Linked DNA regions of Mus musculus: all the other regions are linked to region 3. A link is a contact called in public ChIA-PET and promoter capture Hi-C data. All regions are on one chromosome and are shown on one strand. The core of a region is the stretch at or near the end of the contact, and the rest is flanking DNA. Distances in the headings are between cores, read along the strand shown.

Region 1 (4,794 bases), core at 2,206-4,705, 370 kb before region 3:
CAGGCGAGAACAGTAACTGTAATGAAGTATGATGACCAAATGATGGAAGTTTCTACAGTATGGCAAGAGGTAGCCAACTCTGGGAGCAGCATCCACTTCCTTCCTGGAGGTGATGACCTAGGCTGATTCAGGGAGGAGAATGTCAGTGAGCACTCTCTTGGGAGGCATGCAGGAGTATCCTTGTGAGAAACAACATAGCTGGATTCGTATGATGTTGCAAGTGAGTGCTTTTGAACATATGTACGTATGTGTGTATTGGAAAACAACCGTTTCTCATCTATGCCCCATTGGAAGATCAGGTGTCTCTGTATTGGTTAGAGGAGTCATAGACATTCTTTCTTCGCTGGTGGGGAATCATGTAGAGAATGCATCCTTCTAGGACCTGGGATTGTCCCTAGGGCCATAGTGAACTATTAATCTGGTTTGTACCAACATGAATATCACACCCACATATCTATAATCTCAGTTCTAAAGACAAACCTCCCACAATCCATACGAACATAGTATATACCTCTATGAAGTGACTCAGAATTTGGTTGTATTTCTCCATTGCTTCTTCCCCACAATGACATGCCATGTGAGAATGCTGGGAAAAAGACCCAAAGAATAGTAAGTTTTATTTTTACCTTTTAGTGTAAAGGTGATTTGTATGTACCCCTGTGCACCACATTCACGTAGTGCCAGGGAAGGCCAGGAGAGGGTGCTGGGTCCCTGAGACTGGAATTAACGAAGGGTTGTGAGACACCTTGTGGGTGCTGGGAATCAAACCTGGGTTCTCTGCAAGGGCAGCAGCCAGTGCTCTTAACTGTTAAGCCATCTCTCTCCACTTCCAATTTTATTTCAAATTTTGGTCTTTCTGCTCCTGCTATTGGGATAAGCAGAGAGTTCTGTTTCTATAACCCTATAATCCTACAATCACTTCTATAGGAAAGTCTTTTCCTGCTTTATCATTTGGGATTATTTAACTAACCATCAGGTTAATGAGGCAGCTTTTCAGTTTTAAATATGGAGCACAGAGTCTTTTTTAGAAAGAGACAGTGCTCTCCAGTTCCTGTGCCCCACTGGCTTCCTACTCTAGCTCCTGCCTAGAAGACTCCAGAGCAAATCCAGGCCTTTATGGAAAGAATGCAATTCTATAGTCCTGTTCATAACCTAAGATCAATCCCAATAGCCCACTCACCTACCATTTGAGTACAAGGTGCCCTAGTAAGGATGTAGAACTCATTACCTATAGAAAAGAATCTAGGACTGGTGAGATGGCTCAGTGGTTAAGAGCACTGACTGCTGAGTTCAATTCCCAGCAACCACATGGTGGCTCACAACCATCTGTAATGGAATCTGATGCCCTCTTCTGGTGTGTCTAAAGATAGCAACAATGTACTCATATACTAAAATAAATAAATAAATCTTTTTTAAAAAGAAAAAAATCTAGTTTCACAGATATGAGCTAATAATCACAAATACCAAAAAGCCAGCATTTTGTATTTCTTCAAACTTTTTAGGATGCTTTTTTGAATTCAGCATATATTCATTATTTCTAAAAAGTTACTCTTGGGGGGGTGGTTAGCGTTGGTTGGTTGGTTGGTTGGTTGGTTGGTTGGTTGGTTGGTTGGTTTGTTTGGCTTCTTGTTTTCTTTAGTAATTTTGGATTCAATTTCTCTACCCATCCATAGGAAAGAAAAATGAGCCTGGTTGCTAAGGCCTTCCAACTATGTAACCAACACCTTTACTCACACAGACTGAGAGGTCCTTCTTGATGATAAGAAAGGAGTTGGCGAGGCTGCTGATCTTTCTCAGGGTATGGTGGTCAGGGGTCTGGTAGACTTTGAATACCCTGTCCAGATAGAATCTCACTAGATGACGAAGGAAGCAGCACCTATCCAAAGACTGTGAAGGAGACAAGTGTGTCAGTGGGGAGAGCAGGAGACAAGACCAAGCTGTGAAGGAGACAAGTGTGTCAGTGGGGAGAGCAGGAGACCAGACCAGGCTGTGAAGGAGACAAGTGTGTCAGTGGGAAGAGCAGGAGACAAGACCAAGCTGTGAAGGAGACAAGTGTGTCAGTGGGGAGAGCAGGAGACAAGACCAAGCTGTGAAGGAGACAAGTGTGTCAGTGGGAAGAGCAGGAGACAAGACCAGGTTGTGAAGGAGACAAGTGTGTCAGTGGGGAGAGCAGGAGACCAGACCAGGCTGTGAAGGAGACAAGTGTGTCAGTGGGGAGAGCAGGAGACTAGACCAGGCTGTGAAGGAGACAAGTGTGTCAGTGGGAAGAGCAGGAGACCAGACCAGGCTGTGAAGGAGACAAGTGTGTCAGTGGGGAGAGCAGGAGACAAGACCAAGCTGTGAAGGAGACAAGTGTGTCAGTGGGAAGAGCAGGAGACCAGACCAGGCTGTGAAGGAGACAAGTGTGTCAGTGGGAAGAGCAGGAGACAAGACCAGGCTGTGAAGGAGACAAGTGTGTCAGTGGGGAGAGCAGGAGACTAGACCAGGCTGTGAAGGAGACAAGTGTGTCAGTGGGAAGAGCAGGAGACCAGACCAGGCTGTGAAGGAGACAAGTGTGTCAGTGGGGAGAGCAGGAGACAAGACCAAGCTGTGAAGGAGACAAGTGTGTCAGTGGGGAGAGCAGGAGACCAGACCAGGCTGTGAAGGAGACAAGTGTGTCAGTGGGAAGAGCAGGAGACAAGACCAGGTTGTGAAGGAGACAAGTGTGTCAGTGGGAAGAGCAGGAGACCAGACCAGGCTGTGAAGGAGACAAGTGTGTCAGTGGGGAGAGCAGGAGACCAGACCAGGCTGTGAAGGAGACAAGTGTGTCAGTGGGGAGAGCAGGAGACAAGACCAGGCTGATGAGAAAGCTCTGGATTCACCCTCCCTGAGCTCCCCCGGATCAAATCCAGACCTTTATGTCTTTCAAAGACTCAGTCGTCCTTAAAATTCTGATGTCAATATTTGTATCTTCAGCTTGCTAAACAGGAGAAAGGACAAGAAGAGACAGGTCACTGATTTCTGCCAAGGTCTTAGATAGCAAAACTTTTGATCTCTTTCCTGCCGGGGTCTAGTGAGAGGCATTTTGGAACTACCAAGTACAGGCATCTCTTGGAAATGCACTGTCCAGGACTGGAGTCTCTCCATCCTCTGGATTTTCATTAGCATACTACTAAGGATACCCTGAGAAGACAGACAGACAGACAGACAAGACAAGACAGGAAAGATGGATCCCTTCCTTTACATACCACACTATCCCGAATCTCAGAAAATTCCTTTTGTATTGCCTGTAGGTTTGCAGTAATCACACAGCTTCCCAAATGGAGGGTCTTGAGCCCAGTTAAAGGAGTCCAGAGAAGAAAACCCACAGCGGAGAACAGTCCAAAGGCAAGACCAAAGCCTTTCATCTTACACCTAGATCCTGGAGACCAGAAGCGAAAATTCAAAGAGATCAATCAGGGCTATCGATGTCTCCCATCTAGCCACCAGGAATATGCCAGCACCAGCTGCCCACTGGGTGGGAACTGAACAGCTTTCCCCAGCTGCAAGCAGTGCTATGTGTTCACACAACTTCCTAAGAAAAGCTGCTTCAGACAGAAACCTCCCAGTCCCTTCCGGATCTAGGTACTGGGTAGTACCACAGGTCATGGCTCCTTTTATTGGGTCTCCTTCACAGTTCCGCAGTCATTGCCAGCAGAGAAGGCCTGGAGCAGCAAACACTTGCAGTGAACCAACAGAAGATGACATATCAGAAGAAATGTCAAAACATGTTGGAGAGAATTGACGTAGACAACCCCTCCCTCCCTTCAGAAAGCCACTGCAACTCCTTCTGCGGTCCCCTTAGACCTACAGGGGAAAACAGTGTCACAGAAGCTGTGACCATGCCACCAAAAACACCTGCGGGAAAATTGTCTAGATTTTACAGATACCCACAGGGCAAAAGAGCCTAGCTCTATTTGGCATTGTTCTGAGATCAGAGTGGTTAATGGAGCATAAGAGATTCGCTACAGCCCCGATGCCAACAAACAAAATCAATGATTTCATAACAGTCCTTCAGCTGGTGAAAGGCAAGAACTGGTGGCGCTCCGCTTCAGACGGATCCTTCCAGAGGCTCCTGGGACTCCACATTGCCCTCTGCATGGGAGCCTCAGTAAGACACGACTACGGTGGACCCAATAGTAACAGACTTTCTCCCTGGCCTTGTATCTTAGGAGCTGAGAGAATGAACCCCACCAAAAAAAGCAGAAGCACATTTGAGACAGTTCGTGACAGTTTTGCAGTGAGGGTGTTCAGTTAATAGGGAATGGTTATTGAGTTTTAAGATAAAGTTAGAATAGCATAGGATAAGCAAAACGAGGCTCTCGCCTCGACTGCAAAACGACTGCACATTGTGGAATGTCTTTGGAGACTCCATTCTCTGTCAACTCATTGCAAGATCCTGCTGTTCCAGGCCTCACCTGCTGGCGGTAACTGTGGCCCTAGGGTGGGGGCAGAATATTTTAATGCAACAACAAACAAGAACTTTTCCATGGCAAACAATATTAAAATCTTAAATAGGAACAGAATATGGTGGTGTCAGGCCGAGCCATTGAAACAGAAGAAGAACCATATGCCCCTGTGTATGTATTTTCATATTTTAATATGTTTTCTTGAAACTATATGATAAAAATATTATTTGTGGGTGTTCTTCCCTTTTAAAAAAATCAGATAAAATACTGGAAGTCTGAGTGAAATATTTCAACTTTCAGTGCTCCTAGGGAGACACTTAGTCAGTAGCGTGCTTGCTGCACAGACATGAGGACGTGAGTTTAGCAC
Region 2 (4,992 bases), core at 1,628-4,127, 410 kb after region 3:
GAGATTCCACCTCACACCAGTGAGAATGGCTAAGATCAAAAATTCAGGTGACAGCAGATGCTGGCGAGGATGTGGAGAAAGAGGAACACTCCTCCATTGTTGGTGGGATTGCAGGCTTGTACAACCACTCTGGAAATCAGTCTGGCGGTTCCTCAGAAAATTGGACATAGTACTACCGGAGGATCCAGCAATACCTCTCCTGGGCATATATCCAGAAGAAGCCCCAACTGGTAAGAAGGACACATGCTCCACTATGTTCATAGCAGCCTTATTTATAATAGCCAGAAACTGGAAAGAACCCAGATGCCCCTCAACAGAGGAATGGATACAGAAAATGTGGTACATCTACACAATGGAGTACTACTCAGCTATTAAAAAGAATGAATTTATGAAATTCCTAGCCAAATGGATGGACCTGGAGAGCATCATCCTGAGTGAGGTAACACAATCACAAAGGAACTCACACAATATGTACTCACTGATAAGTGGATACTAGCCCAAAACCTAGGATACCCACGCTATAAGATACAATTTCCTAAACACATGAAACTCAAGAAAAATGAAGACTGAAGTGTGGACACTATGCCCCTCCTTAGAAGTGGGAACAAAACACCCATGGAAGGAGTTACAGAAACAAAGTATGGAGCTGAGATGAAAGGATGGACCATGTAGAGACTGCCATATCCAGGGATCCACCCCATAATCAGCTTCCAAATGCTGACACCATTGCATACACTAGCAAGATTTTACTGAAAGGACCCAGATGTAGCTGTCTCTTGTGAGACTATGCCGGGGCCTAGCAAACACAGAAGTGGATGCTCACAGTCAGCTAATGGATGGATCACAGGGCTCCCAATGGAGGAGCTAGAGAAAGTACCCAAGGAGCTAAAGGGATCTTCAACCCTATAGGTGGAACAACATTATGAACTAACCAGTACCCCTGAGCTCTTGACTCTAGCTGCATATGTATCAAAAGATGGCCTAGTCGGCCATCACTGGAAAGAGAGGCCCATTGGACACGCAGACTTTGTGTGCCCCGGTACAGGGGAACGCCAGGGCCAAAGGGGGGGAGTGGGTGGGTAGGGGAGTGGGGGTGGGTGGGTAAGGGGGTCTTTTGGTATAGCATTGGAAATGTAAATGAGCTAAATACCTAATAAAAAATGGAAAAAAAAAATAAAAGCTGGTCTGGGGGGGAGGAGTAGAGTAATATTAGAGAAGCGTCTCTCAGATAAGTTCTGGCCAGGTCAACTCTGCTTAGCTAATGAGATCGGGAGCATTCAGGTGGCATGGGCTTGAGGGAACTTCTAAAGGACAATAGTCCAGGAACCAAGGAGCTTCCATAAGCCAGGGATTATCAGCGCACTGCCTTGGCTTCCTCAGCAACCAAAACACCTCACTTGGGTAAGCAGGCTTTAGAGTGTCTCAGCTTTCCTGTGTAGAATTCAGTACGGAAACCATTAAGTACCTTCTTCCAAAAGTGTTTGCTAGTTGATAGAAGCAAATAAACTTCAATTTCTCTTCTACTCTTTGGTAGGGCCAATGCCAGCAGCACAATTGGCCAAGTGTGGGTTCCAAGGCTACCCATCTGCTTTCCAAATGCAGGGTTCTATGGCTGGTTTAGACACATGGTGGCTGGAAAGCCCCATCAGAGAGAGAGAGAGAGAGAGAGAGAGAGAGAGAGAGAGAGAGAGAGCACTATGGAACCGGGAAGAACTTTCTGACAGGACAGTAATCAAAGGAATATGTCTACAAAGAGACAAAGTCCTAACTTGTGAGGAATGTGAAGCGCATTAGATACACCTTAAGGGGACCCCCCTGAGATCTGGGGAGTCGTGTCTAAACTCACTCCATCTGCCTTTCATCTGCCAATTATACGCAAGGCACAGTCCACAACAGTGAAATGAGATGCCCACATTAACTGTATGCTAACAGCATCTTAAATTACCATCTTCTTCTAGGTGTTTCAGGTTGGGCAACAACCTAACCAGAGAGGCCCAGTGTGGGATTGTGGGGTGCCAGGACACACCTCACCTCTTACAAGTCTGATGTGGTGTGGTGTGCATATGTGGTGAGGTATGGTGTGTGGTATACATGTGTGCTGTGCATATGTGGTGCGGTATGGTGTGTGGTGTGGTGTGCATGTGTGGTGTATGTATGTGGTAGTGTAGTATGGTATGTGTATGTTGTGTGGTGTGCGTGTGTGATGGGTATATTCTATATGAATGGAGTAGGGGTGTGGGTGGTATAGAATGGATGTGATGAGGGAATGGATCTTGTTTCATGTGTGTGTGAGGAGTGTGGCACAAGGGATGCAAGGGTGTGCATATGAAGTATAAGTGTGTTATGCATGTATAGTGTGGCAGGGTGTTGGATAGTGTATATTTTCTGTGTGTATGCATGTGCATGTGTTATATACTGTGCGTGTGTGTGTGTGTGTGTGTGTGTGTGAGAGAGAGAGAGAGAGAGAGAGAGAGAGAGAGAGAGAGAGAGAGAGAGAGAGATGTGTGGGGTGAGGACAAGGCCTAAAAGCAGACCATCTTCCAACCTCACTGGGTCACTGGTGGCTGGACCCAATCTGCTCCACAACTGTTTGGGAAACAAACAAAGGGCTCCTTTCCTGAGACTCCCATGGACAGAGGCAGATGTCCCTACAAGCTCATAAATTGGACGTGTCACCTCTCAAGCCCTGTGTCCAAAAGTTCCCCAACTCAAACCTGCCGTCCCTCATCCCCTGGGATCAGAATCCTGATGAACTGAATATGCCTGGTGCCCTGAATGCACACAGCTCTGAAGCCTCGCTGGCTTTCCCTGTGCACTCCGCCTCCTCCACCCACACAGCTGAGGTCACGCTGGCCCAGCCTCTTTTGCAACTTTCCCAAGTCTGTGCACAGAAAGAGAGGAGGAAAACTCAGAGGGAAGTGGCCTCTCACCAAAACCGTTTGCGTTCTCAATACTGGCCAGATTGAAACTGCCACTCCTAGAAGAGAGACCCAGACCTAGAACTCCCACCTGTGTGAGGTGAGTGTCGTACAGCCATGCCTGGAAGGGGCCTGGCAGCCCATCTGTCCTTGCATGTGCCCATCTGCGCCGGAACTGTTCGTCTGCTGGTGAAGAGGAAAAGAAACCAGGTACAGAAATGAGGCTAAGAATCTGGCAGGTGCGGAATTTTAATCCAACCCGAAGACCCCTGCACTGCAGAAAGTTCCTGAGTGAGGTGGAGAAAGGACTTCCCTGCCAATCACAGGGAGCGGGGCCCAGCCTGGGAACCTGCAAAGGCAGCAATACCAGACAGGACAGGCAGCTCAAAGGAGGCTCTCATTATGCCTCTAGACCCGCAGGGCCTGGAAGAAACCAAAACCTTCTAAAAGGGTTGGGTCCTACGGAATCTGGCAGCTCCTTGGCCCACAGACAGGGGGCCATCTAGGATGAAGATTTGGAAGCTATCAGAGAAAGATGAGCTCTCAAAATAGGAAAATATTCCTCTTGTTCTAATCCATAAGAATTTCTCCAGGTGAAGAGCTACCATGTAGGAGCTAATGAACAGAAGTGGGCAGGTCCAGGTTCTACTCTAAGCTGGCTACTAACCTAGTTTGTTGTTGTTTGGTGTGTGTGTGTGTGTGTGTGTGTGTGTGTGTGTGTGTGTGTGTGGTGTTACGTTTTATGTGAATGATAGGCATGCATACTTACCACAGCACATTTGTGGAGGTCAGAGGACAGCTCTGTTGAGTTGATTTTCTCCTTCTACCCTTACATGGGTTCTAGCGAGTACTTTTACCTGCTGATCCATCTTACCAGCCCACCAACTAGTACTGACTATAGAATCCATTGGGCTATAATAGCATTTTGTAAATTGTAAGTGTTCTATAAACTGCTTCTTTATTGATAAAAAAGAATTGCTTTGGGCTTATAGGTCAGTCCCCCACTACAAAGGTCTTATGGAGATAGTAGTTTGTGAGTATCCTTAGACATATACTGTGCTTCTGCTTAGCGGGTGTGCACTATGTGAGTGTGTGGATAGACAGACACCTGGATGGATGAATGAATGGATACATGCATTAGAAAGGACACGTGGATGGATTGTCACTCTTCAGGGAAGTTTCTGTATCCACAGCATCAGTGACCATGCTTTGGGGACAGGCGGGGTAGAGTGAGATAAGAGGTACTGTCTAGGGTACCGGTAGTCTACTTGGGGAAGCAGGACAAACATTTCCCCAAAGAGCTTAAAGAGTGAGAACGAGGAGCCTTCCGAAACCAGCACTGTGGGTGTGCTTTGCAGAGGAAGCAGGTTTAGACCTGCAAGGATTTGGGTGGGTGATGCCAACTGTCAAGTGATCCTGGCAGGCAACAAAGCCTCCTGTGCCCCAAGAATCTCATTAAACAGAAAACCTTACACTCGGCCTGCAAGTCCACTGTTTTCTAGAATGAATAAAGTATGGGGTGCAGGGGGAGAAGAGAAACTGTGCTGGGAAAGATTGAATACTGGGCAGAGAAACCCGGCCTGCTGCAGAATTCTCAGCTGCCGCTGTTCACTGGTCTCCCTGACAACTTACACAGGACCTCATCCAGGACAAGTAAGGCAAGAGACTATGTGGGTTCCTGGATGGAGCCAGTGGGATATGGATGTCAGAAGGTAAAGGCTGAGATCCTCAAGAGTTCTGGTAGATTAGACACAGGCCCAAGAAGAGCTCTGCAGCAACAGTCTTCCTTGTTTGTAGAGAAGCTATGGGTGGGGCCCAGCTCTGGCTTGGAAGTGCTGTGGGGCGGGAGCTAGGGAAGAGGTGGTCCTGTCTGGAGTCCTGCTCTGTGTGGGCTGGGCTGGCTGGGCAGGTCCAGCATTCCAAGCCTGCTACTCACTGTTAAGTAACAGTGAAGATGACTCGGCTTTGTTGATACGAAGATGCCTTGCTTCCCTCTTTGAATCTCTGAGTCAGCCAGTGAAAAGAGGCCCCAAAGAACATTGTAGCTACACCCAGCCAGGGGTAGACAACATGG
Region 3 (5,044 bases), core at 788-3,287:
AAAAGTGGTTCCATTCTGAGATCTTTGTTTTGTTTTTCGAGACAGGGTTTCTCTGTATAGTTCTGGCTGTCCTGGAACTCACTTTGTAGACCAGGCTGGCCTCGAACTTAGAAATCTGCCTGCCTCTGCCTCCCGAGTGCTGGGATTAAAGGCATGCACCATGCCCAGCTCCATTCTTTCTGCCTGTTTTTTTTTTTTTTTTTTTAAAGACAGAGTAGCCTAGACACCTGCACTGGTATTGAGGATGGTCTTGAACTTGTGTGTCTACCTCCTAAATGCATGGGTTATGAGTGTGTACCACTTTCCCCTATCACCTTGGTGCTGGGGGCTGAATCCTTGGCTTCATGCATGGTAGCTAAGCATGCCCTTTACAAACCAAGTGAGCTATAGCCCAGCTTGTAGTCTGATTTAAAAATGCATGGAGATGCGGGAGGTTGGGGTATGTGAAGTGGGTGTAAGGGGATGGGTGGAGGAGCACCCTCTCAGAGGCAAAGGGGAAGGGGGATGGAGTAAAGGGACTGGGAAGTGGGGGCAGCATTTGGAATGTAAATAAATAAAAACAAAAGAAAATGCAAACTTTGGAGAATGTAAGCTTTTGAGCCAGAAGCCATTTAAAGAGATCAGTAGTCACACCCCAGTTTCAGACAACACACACATGTTTGCTTTAGGCAAAGGTAAGGATGCTGATGAGACCTTCTGAAGGCAACATGAACGAGTTGTCCATGCTTCTCTGTATGGCTGAGGAGTCAGCCCAATGCAAGGCTCAGACAGGGCACTGAAGTGGAGGCCAAGGCTGCAGTCTTGGGAGCTGGGTGCAGCAGATTGTGTCACCTTCAGCTGGGGGCAGCAGATTGTGTCACCTTCATGACTCTACCTAGGCTGGTCCTCAACCAAGCCCTGCTACTGGGGCAAAGCATAGCTGCAGTCAGGAAGGCGGGCAGTGAGGTGCACAGAACAGCATCCCAGATGGGCAGCATGGCCCTGGGTTCTGTACCTAGAAGCTCTGATTGTGGCACATCTGGATTATCTCTGGATCATCCTCCCATCCACCCTCCCATCCCCAAGACCCTCTGTGCATAGAAGGTGCAGCACAGCAGCCTTCTGTGAGTCAACGCCAGCCTGCCCACAGACTCCTATCCTCCTCGGGGGCTCCTCTGTGGCAGATACACATACCTGCACTCCAAGTGGCTCAGAATCAGGCAAAGACTCTCCCTGGCAAGTGTGTGTTTTGCTTTCTGTCTGGGGCAAGTCCAGGAGCTGAGCTACACCGGAAAGAGAAGGGTGGGTGGATGAGAGGCCCCTTCGTGCTGTTGCTGTGCTGTTTGATTCTCAGCCCCATCAAAGGCCACCAGTCCCAGCCCTTTAACTTGTTCCTGTTGTCACCTTCCCTACAGTTCTTGAAGCGAGCAGAGGGGGGGGGGGGGCGGTGTCCAGCTTCTTTCCAGCTGTTCTGGAAACCTCTCCTGGTTATTTGGGCCCCAGGGGAAAGATCCCAAGCAGAGGCCAGTAGAGGCCCCCAAAGCTGAACCCCAGCTTTGCATCAGCATGTTGAGAAGCAGAGCCCAGGAGGGGAGCTTTTTTTGGCCAATCATGGTTCTTCTCAGGGCCATCATGGTCCCTGCCCCTCACTGGCCTCCAAGCAGTCCGTTCTGAGAGTGTTTTCCCACAGAGGGAGTGCAGAACACTACCAGGCTCCCAGCAACCACAAGAAAAACACAGGACTCGGGCATTCAGCTGAGTATTGACTTGAAGCTGCCCCACTGGCTTCCCCACACCACCCTCCTCCACAGACACTACACACTCACCCCATCTCCTATCTCAGTTGCAGGGCAATGCAGACTTGTGGAACTGGGTGGCACCCCCAGGGATTCAGGCCTTGAAGTCAATCCTGGGCAGTGCCTAGAAGATCCTGGTAGCTATGGGGCCCCCCAGGATCCACAGGCAAAGCAGGTGATGGTCTTGAGCCTGAAGGTCTCTTTCCTGCCTCTCTGAGAGCAGTGGGGTACCCAGTCCCAGGCTCTTAACTATCATACTTCCTGATTCACTTCTCTCTCTCTCTCTCTTTCTCTCTTTCTCCCCTCCTCTTTCCCTCCCTTCCTCTCGCTCTTAAAGGGACAGGCATCTCAACGGCTGCCACACACACCTCCACTCCCCCTTCAGTAAAGGGAAAGAGGATTCTGTGAGTTGTCAAGTGGAAGCCATAGGGCCATCGCCTGAGCCACAAGGAAGCCAAGAACGGAGGCTGGGGGCTCTGTGACAGGCCACTGAGTACTATGCTGGCATCTCTGGAGGGAAATTCAAAGCTCTGCTTAAAGTTAACTAAAGAAGTCCAACAAGTTAACCAAGTTGAAAACTGCCTAGAAAGAGCCAGGACCTGTGCTTGCCCCTCCTAGAAGCTGGACAGGACTTATCTTCCTTTAGAGCTTTCAAGAACAAGTACACACCCAGATCATAGCCCCTACTCTGACCTTACACACAGCAAAACCTGCTCCCACCTGGTGCCGTTTTCTGACCACAGCCACTCAAATGCACTGTGTGCTTTAGGTAGTATGGATGGCAGGGGGATGGAGAATCTGGGAAGTGGTTTTTTTTTTTCAGACCATGTTTGATGGTATCAAGTTCTGTACACCTTTAGTAATTTGCCCACCTTCCCAGCCATAAGCCAGTACTCCAGATATCCTGGGAAGCCGGGAAGGGGGGCTGTGCTGCTCTGGTCAGCTCTGAGTGGGCAGTTGGACAAGGGGTTAAAACCCAGGAAATTCCATGTTTCTCTAGAATGTTGGTGGGACTTTCCCCTGGCCACACCTGGTGATTTCCTCTGCCAGCCCCACCCCACCACAGGGAGGAGAGGCAAGAACAGGCCCGGAGCTTGTCGCTGACAGATCCACCCAATGATAATGTGACAGCTAGAGCCCTTACAGTGGCTTTTCACAGTGAGGCCAGGAGGGGCAGACCTGAGGGTTCCACACTCCAGCCTGTGTGTTACAGGTTTCCACCTGGCAAGAACATGGGGGATTGCACTTGTCGATCATGGACTTGGAGAGGACAGAAGCATGCATTTTCTCTAGCACATTATTTAACAGGTGCTGTAAGACCCCCTTTTCTAGCAAGGTGGACCTGTTCAATGTGGCTACTCCATCAGTCTAGAAAGTCTGGGTTACTTTTATGGTAAGGGTACCCCTCAGGCCCACGAGGTATTTGCAGTGTCACTTTGACCATGCTGCAGGCTATACTCATGTTCTTCCATGAACCTGCACTCTTACTCTCCTTTCACTGGCAAGCCTATTCTCCTTTTCCACCCAGGGATTTTCACACCTTTTAACACAAGAGCCAAGCCTAGTATCTCCTGTGAAGCAGGCACTGTGCTCAGGACAGAAAAGGGAGACATGGGCATCTAATCCCAGAGATGCGGGATGCTGGATGTGATATGAAGGCATGGCAATGCATACTGAGCAAACAGTGGTTTTGTGGACCTTGTAGGGGGAGCAGGAAGGGCTTGCCAGCCTTGCTGGGTGCTCTGAGTTAGGCAGCAAAGGAGGACTAGTGCAAGCATAGGAAGCAGGGCCAGAGGTGCAAAGAGCATGAATTGTTCGGGGCTTTGTACCTGGGACACTAGGGATAGCCAGCAAGGTGAAACTGTAATAGATGGTACTTTGCCTGGAGACTCTGGGAGGAAACATCCTTGGTGTGGTCAAGATATAGGACTGCATGCCTGTGTCCCAGCTGTGTGTGTGTGTGTGTGTGTGTGTGTGTGAGGTGTGTGTGTGTGTGTGTGTGTGTGTGGTGTGTGTGTGTGTGTGTGTGTGTGTGTGTGTGGTGTGTGTGTGTGTGTGTGTGTGGTGTGTGTGTGTGTGTGTGTGTGGTGTGTGTGTGTGTGTGTGTGTGAAGTGTGTGTGTGTGGTGTGTGTGTGTGTGTGTGTGTGGTGTGTGTGTGTGGTGTGTGTGTGTGTGTGTGAAGTGTGTGTGTGTGAGGGGTGTGTGTGTGTGTGTGTGTGTGTGTGTGTGTGTGTGTGTGGCTTAGAAGCCTGGAGGGAAGAGGATGTTCATAACAGACATTGCCGCATTTTCCCAGGTCCAAGGAATCATAGAAATAGCGGTAATCCAAAGGCAGCACAAGAACCAGAGGCAAGTTTGTGTGTGTGAGATTTCTGTGTGTAAAGTATATATGTGTCTATGAGTGTATGTGTGTGTGTAAATGTATACATGTGTGACTCTGCATGTGTTGTTTGAGTTTATGTGTGTATATGTGTGTCTGTGTATGGGTGCATGTGTATGAATGTATAAGTGTATGTGTGTGATATCACTTTCAAATGTGGGTGCTTCCTTCTATAAACTAACGTTACCTTCATTGTTTGGGGTGAAAGGTACTAAGGGCGTGTCTGTATTCCAGCTAGAGGGATTAAAGGTGAGTGCTAAGTGCTGTGCCACACCACAACTAGAAACAGTTTGTTTTTCCCCAGTAAATAACATACTTGGGGTTCATTGTGTGATCAAATATCTTGCAACACTGAACAGGGCATCAGAGCTAGAGCCTGTTTCAAAAAAAAAAAAAAAAATCCGGCAGCTGGGGTGTAACTCAGTAGTTCTGCTCGGTATGCATGAGGCTGAATTCCATACCCAATAGTAGCTATGGCGCCCTCCCCACCCCCACACACTGCTTTCCAGTACTTTAAAAATAAGAAAGGTCTCAAACAAACAAAAGAAAGAAAGGACAGAGCAGGGTGGTATGTGTGGGCCTTGTTTACAGGGCTGTGTATACTGACTGTACTTAGTCACAGGGGCTAAGTGCCAAAACCTTAGAACCTATAGTTCCCCGACACCTTCATAAGTCAACTCTGGTTCTTCCCAAGTGGTGGGTAGGGGTCTGTGGGTGTACTACCCAGGCCCCAAGGGCCTGGTCCCTGTGCAATTACGTCATCATTCCTAATCTGGAAACGTGGTTCTTCCTTCCCACACTCAGCTTAAGACCCTGCACGTGAAAGTGAACTCATTCCTCAGCAGCCACGGCCGGTCCGTAACTACCCTAATATCTGCTGTTGCTCCC
Region 4 (5,265 bases), core at 2,216-4,715, 290 kb before region 3:
GTGGCAAGTGTCTTTATTCGCTGAGCCATCTCACCAGCCCTACATGCACACATATAAAGAAGACCTAGCAAGGCTCTGTCACACCCTTTGGCTGTAGGACAAAGAGTAATTAATCTCAAACCAATCAGGAAACTTCCTTCCTGCTAGCTAGCTCTCATAGTGCCAGCAGATGCTGTGCAGGTTGCCAGGGGAGAAAGGTTATCAGTGGTCTTACCCAGCACAGGACCAGCATGCTACACTACTGATCTGCCAGGCAGGTCATACCCACTGCCTGCACTAGTGGCATGACTGTCATAGTGGTAATTAACCACTTTCAGTTTGAATTGAGGATCTGCTTCACAGAAAGGAATTTCATACCTAGTACTGTAAATCTTGGTTAGGAGCCCAAAGAAGGGGAGGCCATTGGGTAGTGCCTGCAATTACTATTTTTGATTAATTATGGTCATGTTGTCAATTTCTTATAAATATTTGTTTATACCCAGGAGGCCTGAATGCTCCCAACATGAGTCAAGGAAACGTGTTTTCAACGGTGGGCAACAATCAATGCATTAATCAAAGTGTTGAGATAAGTCCTAATAGGACACACACAAACACATCCCTATATCTCAATAGGGCTCAGAGAACATCATGGAAGAGGATGTGGGAAAAAAATTAAGAGCCAAAGGATGGAGAGAAGCACTGTGAAATGCTACCTTGCGAACACGATATGGCTATTACACACATGAACTCACAGCAGCTGTGTTATACAAGATCAAACCAAAATTCCACCATAGATGGAGGAGGCCATTCCATTGATCCATCCCTTACTAAGGAGCTATTGGTGATTGATAGCTGCTAGGGAGGAAGAATCACTTTTTAGGGTGTCACTTGTAAATTTCCCGTGCTCCAGTGGATGGCCCCAAACCACATATGGGCAGTACAAATTGGACTTATTGAACTGAAGAAGAGAAAGAAGAAAGAAGGAGGAGGAGGAAGAGGAGGAGGTAGAGAAAGAAGAGTAGGGGGAAAATTAGTGGTGTTGGGGAAGGTTATGGGAGGAGCTGGAGATAGGAAATGAGGGTTATTATAACATCTCATTGTCAACATGTGCAAAATTCTCAAGAATAAAGAAAATTATAGTAAATGCATGAGACCTAGACTAATGTCTGGTACAAGCTGTCATTCAAAAAAATGTGCAGATAAGTGGCCATATAGGAATAAGTTCCTGCCCTTTAATGTGCTTAAAGTCTTCTTGACCAAAAACCAAAACACACCACACACACTTAAACACACACATACACACACACACACACACACACACACACACACACACACACACTAATGCTATTAACTGAGAGCAATGGTAAATTTGTATCAGATAAGGAATTGTATGAATTGTAACAGATCCATGTGAGGCAGCCCACATGCTGACAGGAACAAAAGTAACAATCTGAGCCATACAACAGGCATGGGCAGGTCACTTCATGCTTGAATGATTGTAAGTCTCCACAGAAGACCCAGCGATCAAGCGAAACTTTGAAAGATTGTGGCTCTAAAGCAATGGGTGCTATGGATTCTTCCTCCCAAGAGCATCCCCTCAGATTCCAACTACCCACAATGCAGTTCATTCACAGCTACAACATCAGCGAACATCAGAATCAGCCCATCTTCTCCAGCCGGAAGAAACATGTACAGATCAATTGAAGAAACTGGATGAAACAGGTGTTTAGGGGTTGTGGAAGGATGCCTGGTGTCTCTGATACCCCAGACTTCTCCAATCAGGATGTGTTCTGGTACCAAATCTCTGTCATACGTGTCTGGAAAGATGCTGACATCAATAAAAGTTTGTTATTGAGAGCAAAGACGCAGCTATGACTCAAACGGGACACAAGAGGAGACTTCAGACACTCTGATTCCTCCCATTTCTAGTTGCCTTCAGCTTCTCACTACCCAAATTATTCCAAAACACCTAACCTGGGGGTTATCCCCACCCCGCCCCCAGATAGGGAATCTGAGAAGACTCAGAAAACTGACAAAAATCAAAAAAGAATCACTGTGTGTGGTAGCTTCTAATCCCAACACTCAGGTGACAGACGCAGGAGGATCTCTCTGAGTTTGAGGCCAGCCTGGTCTACATAGCAAGCTCCAAAACAGACAGAACCATAGAGAAATACTCATTCTTGGATAGAGAGACAGAGAGACAGAGAGAGACAGAGAGACAGAGAGACAGAGAGAGACAGAGACAGAGACAGAGAGGCAGAGAGAGAGAGACAGAGAGAGAGACACACAGAGAGAGACAGAGAGAGACAAACAGAGACACAGAGAGAGAGAGAGAGAGAGAGAGAGAGAGAGAGAGAGATTTAACAAATCAGGGAAACCTAACACTGAGGTCAGGATCACTCTATGCTGGAAAAGACCACATTATCACCAGGCTCCCTGACTTCCAATGCAGAGACCCTCGTCCTATGATCTAGTCAGATGTTGTCTAACTCTGCTGTCAAGGTCTGAAACCTTCCAGCCTATAGCTAACAAATGCAAGTTTGGCACCCAAGTATTAGTGACCAGAAGTCATATTTAAATATCCTTGAATGTTGTCCTCCAAAGACAACTAGAGACCAGTCATAGTGGTGACATGCCTCTAATCACAGCATTCAGAAGGCAGAGGCAGGAGAATCTCTGTGAGTTCAAGGCCAGCTTGGTCTACATAGATAATGAGTTCCAGAACAGGCAGAGATACACAATGAGACCCTGCCTTGAACCCCCAACTCCCACCCTGCGAAGAAGAGAAATAAGGGAGGAAGCTTTTCTGGACTTTCTGTTTTTAGAATAGAGAAGGGAGGGGAGGGGAGCAGGTAAGCAAAGAAGAAAGAGTTATGATGTTACAGGATCTGAGCTGGAACAAGTTCTCCCTATTTAGTGACCAATTTCAAAGACCTGTCCCCAGGAGTGACGTCAGATTGATTGTTCCAAAACCCTAGGGTGCTTTCTACAGCTTCTCAAAGCTTGAGACAGATTCCCAACTTTCCAGAGAGTTGAATGTGAACAACGGAAACCTGAACATTTCCGGGTTTTTTTGTTTTTGTTTTGTTTTTTGTTTTTTTAAGTATCGGGTAATTTCAAAGTACATGCAGGCGGCTCGTCACTTCCTCAGAGGTTCCTGAGCTAGACCACCACACTCTTAAAAACTCATGAAGGACAGCTTGTCTATCCTCTGGCAGTTTTCTGTGAGCAGTGCCTTATATGCTATCAATCCTCAGAGGAATAATGATGCCCTAACTCTGTTCCCAACTTAGGCTGCCCCCGAGGCCCCAGAAGCTTTTGGTGGGTCCTTCCAGCTCAGCCCAATTCATCTTAGTCTCTTTGTTGTGGGCCAGCCAACACGCTGACAGGAACAAAAATGAGTTGTTTTTGAGAGTAGAGATCCAGGCTATGAGTCAGATGACGCACACATGTTCACGGAGGGAGACTCTCACATCCGACCTACCTTCTTCCGTCCACAGAAAGTCACGTTGCTACTCTAACCGCACCACTAATTCTGAAAGATGGGGACTCCTACACACAGCCTCTGGGCCAAAGCCTCTATCAGGACAGGGACCTGGAAGGCATTCAGCAGTGAGTTCCTGGTACCACCAGCTCCTGTCACATTAGTGAACCCCATGGGCAGGACTGCAGTCAGGAGGTAGTTCTCAGTCGGTAGAGTGTCTGGGGTGCTGTTTCAAAAGGGACACTCTTCAGTTCCACAGAAAGACAGTCTAAATACTAGAGTCAGGCCAGGAAATCTGCCTTTTGAACAAGCAGTTTCAGTTACCTCTGAGCAAAGCTGGTATTTCAATTGCACCAACTTGGAGTAAAATATCTTTAAAAGCAAAGGTAGTTAGAAAAAAAAAGAGAGAGCATGGCTTTTGGCTGCCTCACTGGAGCCATAAGCCCAGGATTTCTCCATAACACGACCAAGCCCCTCATCTCTTTGACATGGTTGTACTTTCCCTTTATACTTAAGCAATGTTAGGCATCTGGTGTGATGGCATGTGCCTACAATCCCAGGACTCTGGAGGCAGAGACGGGAAGGTTGTGAGTTCAAGACCAGACTATATAGCAAAACCCTGGCTAGAAGGGAAGGGGGTGTTCCCCATCATCTATTACCATTTCCTGAGCCTCAGTTTCCCTTTCTGTCTCTTGCATCCTTACCAGGTTTCTGAGTGATGAAATGACTCATGTAATGAGCCAACGTCATCTTGGCACCTCATATGAAGTCTCCATCCTTTTCTGTTCCTCCCTCCAGCCCCATATGTGTCCTTACCTTTCCCTGCCATTCCTTTGTGCCACAGACTCTTGCCATTCTACCCAAAAATGTCCTTTTCCACGTTTCTACTTACTAAAATTCTGCCCAAATCCATCTTTGTCTTATCCAACCCCAGTAGACAAGATGTCCAGATATGCCAACTTTCAGTGGAATTTCTTTGAGAGTTTCTTCTGTTGGTCACTGCGGCAATCACGTTCTCAGCCTGAGCTTGAGATACGTAATCTGCTTGCCGGAAAGCGTGTAAGGATCGTGCTGTGAAGTCAATACTATGATATAGGAGGAAAGACAGAGGTCAGTCTAAAGTGTAGGTCACACAGAGAATAGGTGTCTGTAGGGTCTGGCTGGGAGGAGTGCCAGGGATGCCTGAAGAGAGACAGAGGCTCTGGGAATCTGCTGTGGAAGAGTGAGTAGTTGTGGAGAGGCAAGGAAGAGGGGAAAGTCTGCCTAAATAGAAGGCAAAGGTGAACCAACAGGAAGGGATGCTGAGTGGTTAGGGAACAAAGATGGGTGTGAAAGGTAGGAGGGAACCAGGGTGAATGGTCTTGATTCTGGCCAGGAAAGGACGTAAGCTCCACTCATTGTCTTCCCAGGCACAGGAAGGCAATGGAGACTGGACCCAGGAGGGTCATCGTACAGGAACAGTCTCTAGAAACCCCTTATGCCGGTCTAATAAAATAATTCATGTGTTGCTGAAGTATTCTGAAAATGTGTTTATTTAAAGACTATTTTGACTTCATTTATTTATTCTTTTCTTAGTTCCTTTGACAGAAGTTGTAAGAAATAAGCAGAGAACAGACCTGCAGACAGGCAGGAAAGGGGACAATTACAAAACCAGCCTTAGCACACGGTGTCAGCACCAGCTGAAAACAGTGAGTGCCAAGAAGAGCAGGAAACAAGGCACTGTGAGGAGTTAGGGAGGACTTCCTCCCTAGGGATTGGCCAGAGGTCTTCATAAAGGACAAGATATTTGACTTGGGACATCA
Region 5 (5,039 bases), core at 1,683-4,182, 270 kb before region 3:
AACTGCCGCCCTCCTCAAAGGCAAACTTTTCATCACTATAACAAATACCTGAGGAATCAAGCAGGGAATACATGTCTTCACTCCTACTTTCAAAGGTGTCTATCCACAGTCAGAATCAGGTGACTCTGTTGCTTGTGCCTGAGAAGTGTTAGCATATCATGGCAGGATATCATGGCAGTAGAAGCATGATGAAGCAAAACTTCCCCCCTCATGGTGAACAGGAACAGAGCCAAGGAGTTTTTCAATGAAATCCCAGTGGGAACAAGCTATTGAAGAAAACCTCATGGAAGATTAGGTAGTCGGGAGATGGAAGCGCAGAAGTGAGTGGCGACGAAGGCCAGTACTGACCAATAAACCCATGCTTGGAGACCCACAAGTAGGAGCAACTCCTACAGCAACAAGGACCTTTTGAAATTGGCCAGATCCCTGAGCAGAGAGAGCTGTAAGAATGAAGACTATACAGCATTTTGTGTGGGATGCCAAGCTAAATGGCTGACCTGAAGGCGCTGAGCATGGAAGCAAGTGAAAATGGAAATTTGGTGATGAAATGAGCAGCCTGAGAAGATGAGCCTGGCTTGTGATACCCAGAAGTCTAAAATGACTTAAGAGCATATTTTGTTCTCTTGTGGCCCAGGAGCTGGAAGGGACTGGTGTACGCAGAGTTTGCTGGTTAACCTCAGAATGTGAACAGTAGTGAGGACCAGCTGCAGTTAAACTTGTATATGGCCTTTGGCTCAGCTGAGGTGGAAAGTGCAGGGGACCACAGTGGGGTCAGTGTGAAGTTCCCAGCATCCCTCACACCCTTTCTCTGACTCAGATCACGGTTGCCCTAGCCCTCTACCCTGAAACTCCATTTTCCCACCACTGCGGCAATGAGAGCAAATTCTGGCTCTGTCTGATCTGAGAGGCACCGACCTCTTTCCCCACCCATCCCCAACCCCTTACCAAGCTTTCTCTAAAGTTTTCTGACTTGACCTGAAATGAAACAGAAATTTCAGCCATTGTTATGAAGATCAGAAGTCCCACTGTCTGTCATGTTCCTCTACCAAAGATCCTACCTAGTTAGTCTCCATCAGCATCTGCCTCCACAGGCAGGACTCAACTGTCAGAATCTTAGCTCTTCCCCAGCCTTTGAGCGTTCAGAGCCATTTCAGGAGACTGAAAATGGGAACCACAACTGAGACGGTACCAGCCAACATAGCTGTTCTGATGATCAATATGTAGTTCCAATGGGCAGAGAAGAGGCCATATAGGCCATCGCAGCTAGCCACAGAGTGCCAAAGGAAGGGTTTATTTTCTCACCTTGCAGATATAATAAGGTTTCCTTGGAAGTACACTGGGGTTCTTGATTCCAAGAGAAGAGATGCAAGGAGGTCAGCTTGTCCATGACACCCTTCTAAAGATATCATCTTTACTCTTCCAACTCCCCATCCCAAGGCCCCCATTAACGCACAGTTTAACACATGGAGACCCTTCTGGCGAGACACACTCTTATATGCTACAGGGAGAGTCATTTGGGGCTCTTACACAAATGTTTGAAAGTTACTCTTTTAGGACCTAGAACAGCATCGTCCTAAAAACTCTTTATAAAAGCTGATTTGGCTTAGTTTGCAGTGCACATGGATTACAGCCCAGCCCCAGTTACAGTCTCAGGATCTGGGTTCTATAGGGTTTGCATAGGAGACATTCTTTTCCTGATGGTCTTAGGTGGCATTTGAATAAACAATATTGTCACTTCCTATAATTCTTCCCCCCTGATAACTCACTTGGGAAGCCTCCCACACCTTCCCCCTCTCTAAGGGGCTCTCAGCCCTTCAATGAACCCCCTCTATCTTCCACTCTGTGTAACCAGGGGTATCCCAGAGGATCTGCACACCATCCCAGCTTCCCATCCGGCCCTGAGCACTCTGAAGCCGCTGCCGTTTCCAAACTCCGAATCCACTGTTGGTTCTTTTTGACGCTTCTTTCCCGGATCTGCATTTGACCCTGGCTCTCTAGAAGCTACTAATCACTTTAGAAATAGTGCCTCACAGCAAGAATAAGGAAGGACCAGAAAGGTTGCTGCTCAAGTCTATAAAACAATGTGTTTCTACATTGCAGGTGGTGAGCATCTTCCTTTGTGTCATCTACACGTTTCTAGTTTGTGGACTTCCAGCCCACCTGCTCCTTGGTGTTTCTTTCATAGACCCATGAAAAGGCTGGCATGGGGGAATGCATGGTGGGAGAGTCAGTCACATGGTCAAACAGTGCTGGCCCCTCAGTATTGTTCTGTTTTCTTTTCTGGGTCAGATACAATGGAAGGGTTGGGGGACCTTAATTCCGCTAAGCCTACAGCTTCTGGCAACCTCACCAACACTGAGCCAGCACTCAGATTAGCCTCACTGTGCTCTGTCAGGAGAATCCGGTATGATCCCCAAATCACCTTTGCTAAGAAAATCTGTCATTTGAGTCCTCTGTCAGGAACCAGTCACACCAAAAGGCCTTGATCTACACCAGACCTGCCTCTCAGCAGGTATTAAACTGCCAAGGGTGTGTGTTCTACCATAGTGTGGGCCGTTTCTGACTTTGTTTGGTTGGCTGCTCGTTTTTTTCTGTTTGGAGGCTTTTAGTTAAGACAGGTCCTCATTCTGTAGTCCAGATAGGCCTTATCTAGAAATCCTCCTGCCTCAAATTCCTGAGTGCAAAGATCACAGGAAGGCTCCACCAAGTCCTACCGTGTATAGATTATTTTCTTTCTTAAGAAAGTGCCAGCTCTTCCGAATAGATGTGGTGCTCTCGAGGGTTTTCCAGTAATTTCTCCCTGACACAGTCAATCCGAGAAACCCACCACCTCCCTCCCACACCTGGGTCGCCACCCTGGTCATGCTCTTGAGGAAAAGCCAGCATCATGTCCTGCCACTCAATGAAGGCCTCTCTGGTTTCCGATGCTCTCAGCAGGCCTGACTCACAACGAAACTGCAACCTCAAAGCACCGGGGGCCAGGACGGCGAGAAGGAAACACAGGTGAACACGCAAAAGCTGCCCCCAGGAAAAAGGTTTGTTTCTCTTACAGAATGGCACTTCCAGAGCTGGGCAGGAGCACAGACTAGTAGAGACTGAAGGGGCCTGCCTGGTCTTGTACCTGGGGTTTTGGTATGGAAAAAACACACCGGAACTAATACATCGGAGTGCCAACTAATTTCTGCCACAGGGAGTAGATCGAGCGGAGGTGCAGTGACAAAAAAAAATTCTAGAACTGAAAAGTAGCTTGGGAAAAAAAAATGGCTCTGACAACTCTTCAGCTCTCAGAAGAAGAAAGAAGATTCTGGGATAACTTGTCTTGAAGCTCCTGATCCAGGAACTAGGGCAGGAAGTGGGGTTCCCAGTGCATGAGCCAAACTCCTCCCATCACAGGATTATCTTCTCTGTCCCCCTATAATGCCTTCAGAAAACTGAGATCAAAACTTGTTCTGCTGTTCCAAAGACCTTAGGTCTATGAGCAGATTCATCCAGCTGCGGTCTCTGAGCATTGTAAAGAAGAAACATCAACACCATCCCTAGGGTGTGCCAGCTTGTACAGGGCAGATGCTCACTGAATCATTTACACAGGATCATAGTTTCATTTGGTCTTTGCCCAATAGGGCAGTTCCCGTCCTCTTATCCAATTGTGTATAGAGAACGGAAACACAGACCAGCTTGGTAATCTTCCCAATACCACACAGATGCTAAAAGGCAGGCCAAGTCTGACTCCAGGACTTGCCCGCATAACTGCCACACCATGCTACAAAGACAAGCCTCGAGGAAGGTATCTATGGCTTCCAACAACAGAGCTGATCCCGGGGACACAGAACTGGTGGCGGGAAGCAGAAGGATGATAGCGGGTCCATCCTTAGCTGTCTGACATAAATGAGGTGGGACACAAGACATGCAGCCTTCTTCCAGAGACCAATAACTGTTAGTGTGAAAACAGTTTATAACCAGCCTCCCACTTGAGGGTCCTGTCCTCAAGGTGTCTACTTAGGGCAGATAAGGACCTCAGAATACAAGGCACAGCCCTGTGGGTACACACCCTGCCCCTTCCTCCCCTACCTCATTTGACCATCCCTCCTCTCTCTGGATCACTCTGATATTATCCATTCTCAAAGGGTATCCTGATAATCTAAGAAACCCCCACCCCCACTCCCATTATTTAGTTGCATTTGGGTTTTCTTCAAAGGCTCCAGCCAAAACAATAAATCACAGAAGTCTAAATTTCAGAATATGTATAAGGATTTTTTTTAACTTTGTATGTGTGTGTCGCTAACACACATATGTTCCACAGCACATAATTAAAGGTCAGAGAACAACTTTTAGGAGCCAGTTCTCTCCTTCTGTTCCTGTATGTTCTGGGGATCAAACTCAGATCATTGAGTTTGGCAGCAAGCACCTTTATGCACTGGACTGTATTACAGCACCCCACCCCCAAAACCTACCTTCTTCTATCAGACCAGGTCATTGTAAAGATTTTAAAGGATTTATGCATGTTAGTATCACTGTTGCCTATGCCTTTACAGTGTTATATGGAGACACTTGATGTGGTTTTGTTTCTAACGTAGTGATATCAATTGATATAACTCATATAAATAAAAGCTCCATGTGACATTTTTTAAGAGTGCAAAAGGATCTTGATTTCAAAGGGTTTAAAGATGGCTGACTTAAAGGCCACACACTTTCCAACATGGCCACATACAGCCCCTTCCCTTTTCCAGGGTGTGAGGCAAAGACTGTGAACAACACAGCCACAGTAGAAGTAGCCTGAGCACCTGGATCCTTGTCATAGAGATGTGCACAGAGAGCACACACTGAGAATGTGTTCAGAGTCAAGGTCAAAAACCAAGTAGACTGTCTGATGACTTAAGAGTTTCTGGAAGAGATGCTGTATTGATTGCTATAGTGAGAGAGACCTCACCACAGATTTAACGCTCTGCGGTCAAGGCCTGGACATTTCCCTGAGACAAAATTAACTCAGCAGCCCTCACCTCAACGCCGGTTCGTAAACACAAGGCTGGGTGCGGCAAGTG

What was found. ChIA-PET counts read pairs in DNA pulled down with a chosen protein or histone mark. Capture Hi-C pulls out chosen DNA fragments and counts their contacts.
Region 1: a contact with region 3 is called in a promoter capture Hi-C map of pancreatic islet. The contact joins the promoter of Il20 here to the promoter of Ikbke in region 3. A contact is called at or near these places in 4 of 39 promoter capture datasets (the C10 cell line, embryonic stem cells, second pharyngeal arch cranial neural crest and 1 more) and 1 of 9 other capture datasets (pancreatic islet).
Region 2: a contact with region 3 is called in a promoter capture Hi-C map of pancreatic islet, with 2.4 times the contacts expected there. The contact joins the promoter of Rab7b here to the promoter of Ikbke in region 3. A contact is called at or near these places in 9 of 39 promoter capture datasets (the 3T3-L1 cell line, the HPC-7 cell line, embryonic stem cells and 4 more), 3 of 115 datasets of contacts at active chromatin or transcription factors (bone marrow-derived dendritic cells, bone marrow-derived macrophages and memory CD8 T cells) and 4 of 9 other capture datasets (adipose tissue, liver, macrophages and 1 more).
Region 4: an RNA polymerase II ChIA-PET map of memory CD8 T cells shows a contact between it and region 3, with 11 read pairs. The contact joins the enhancer-like site here to the promoter of Ikbke in region 3. A contact is called at or near these places in 1 of 39 promoter capture datasets (pre-B cells), 1 of 15 datasets of contacts at CTCF or cohesin (large pre-B cells), 17 of 484 Hi-C or Micro-C datasets (B cells, the Ba/F3 cell line, Th1 cells and 10 more), 1 of 115 datasets of contacts at active chromatin or transcription factors (memory CD8 T cells) and 3 of 9 other capture datasets (adipose tissue, embryonic stem cells and liver).
Region 5: a contact with region 3 is called in an RNA polymerase II ChIA-PET map of memory CD8 T cells, with 6 read pairs. The contact joins the enhancer-like site here to the promoter of Ikbke in region 3. A contact is called at or near these places in 1 of 39 promoter capture datasets (trophoblast stem cells), 2 of 115 datasets of contacts at active chromatin or transcription factors (effector CD8 T cells and memory CD8 T cells) and 3 of 9 other capture datasets (adipose tissue, embryonic stem cells and liver).

What each region holds. Positions count from the first base shown.
Region 1 is chr1:130,907,841-130,912,634 of GRCm38.p6, forward strand. Il20 (interleukin 20) reads right to left here and starts at 3,456. Exons shown (of 5, transcript NM_021380.2): 1 at 3,228-3,456; 2 at 2,894-2,959; 3 at 1,735-1,887; 4 at 512-586. The coding sequence starts at 3,386.
Region 2 is chr1:131,685,818-131,690,809 of GRCm38.p6, forward strand. It overlaps Rab7b (RAB7B, member RAS oncogene family), which reads left to right and starts at 2,878. Exons shown (of 6, transcript NM_145509.3): 1 at 2,878-3,018.
Region 3 is chr1:131,277,526-131,282,569 of GRCm38.p6, forward strand. Ikbke (inhibitor of kappaB kinase epsilon) reads right to left here and starts at 2,038. Exons shown (of 22, transcript NM_019777.3): 1 at 1,806-2,038; 2 at 1,174-1,262. The region is part of intron 1 of Gm51644 (a long non-coding RNA gene); the gene reads left to right.
Region 4 is chr1:130,990,451-130,995,715 of GRCm38.p6, forward strand. No RefSeq gene overlaps it. Among named protein-coding and RNA genes, the nearest start is that of Il10, 27 kb to the right of the region's middle. Within about 2 kb of position 3,466, at least 25 of the 459 cell types and tissues checked have an H3K27ac peak or open chromatin away from gene starts, as enhancers often do. A contact at or near this core is called in Th1 cells, adipose tissue, memory CD8 T cells and 1 more, where this site is marked.
Region 5 is chr1:131,007,764-131,012,802 of GRCm38.p6, forward strand. No RefSeq gene overlaps it. Among named protein-coding and RNA genes, the nearest start is that of Il10, 9.6 kb to the right of the region's middle. Within about 2 kb of position 2,933, at least 27 of the 459 cell types and tissues checked have an H3K27ac peak or open chromatin away from gene starts, as enhancers often do. A contact at or near this core is called in memory CD8 T cells, where this site is marked.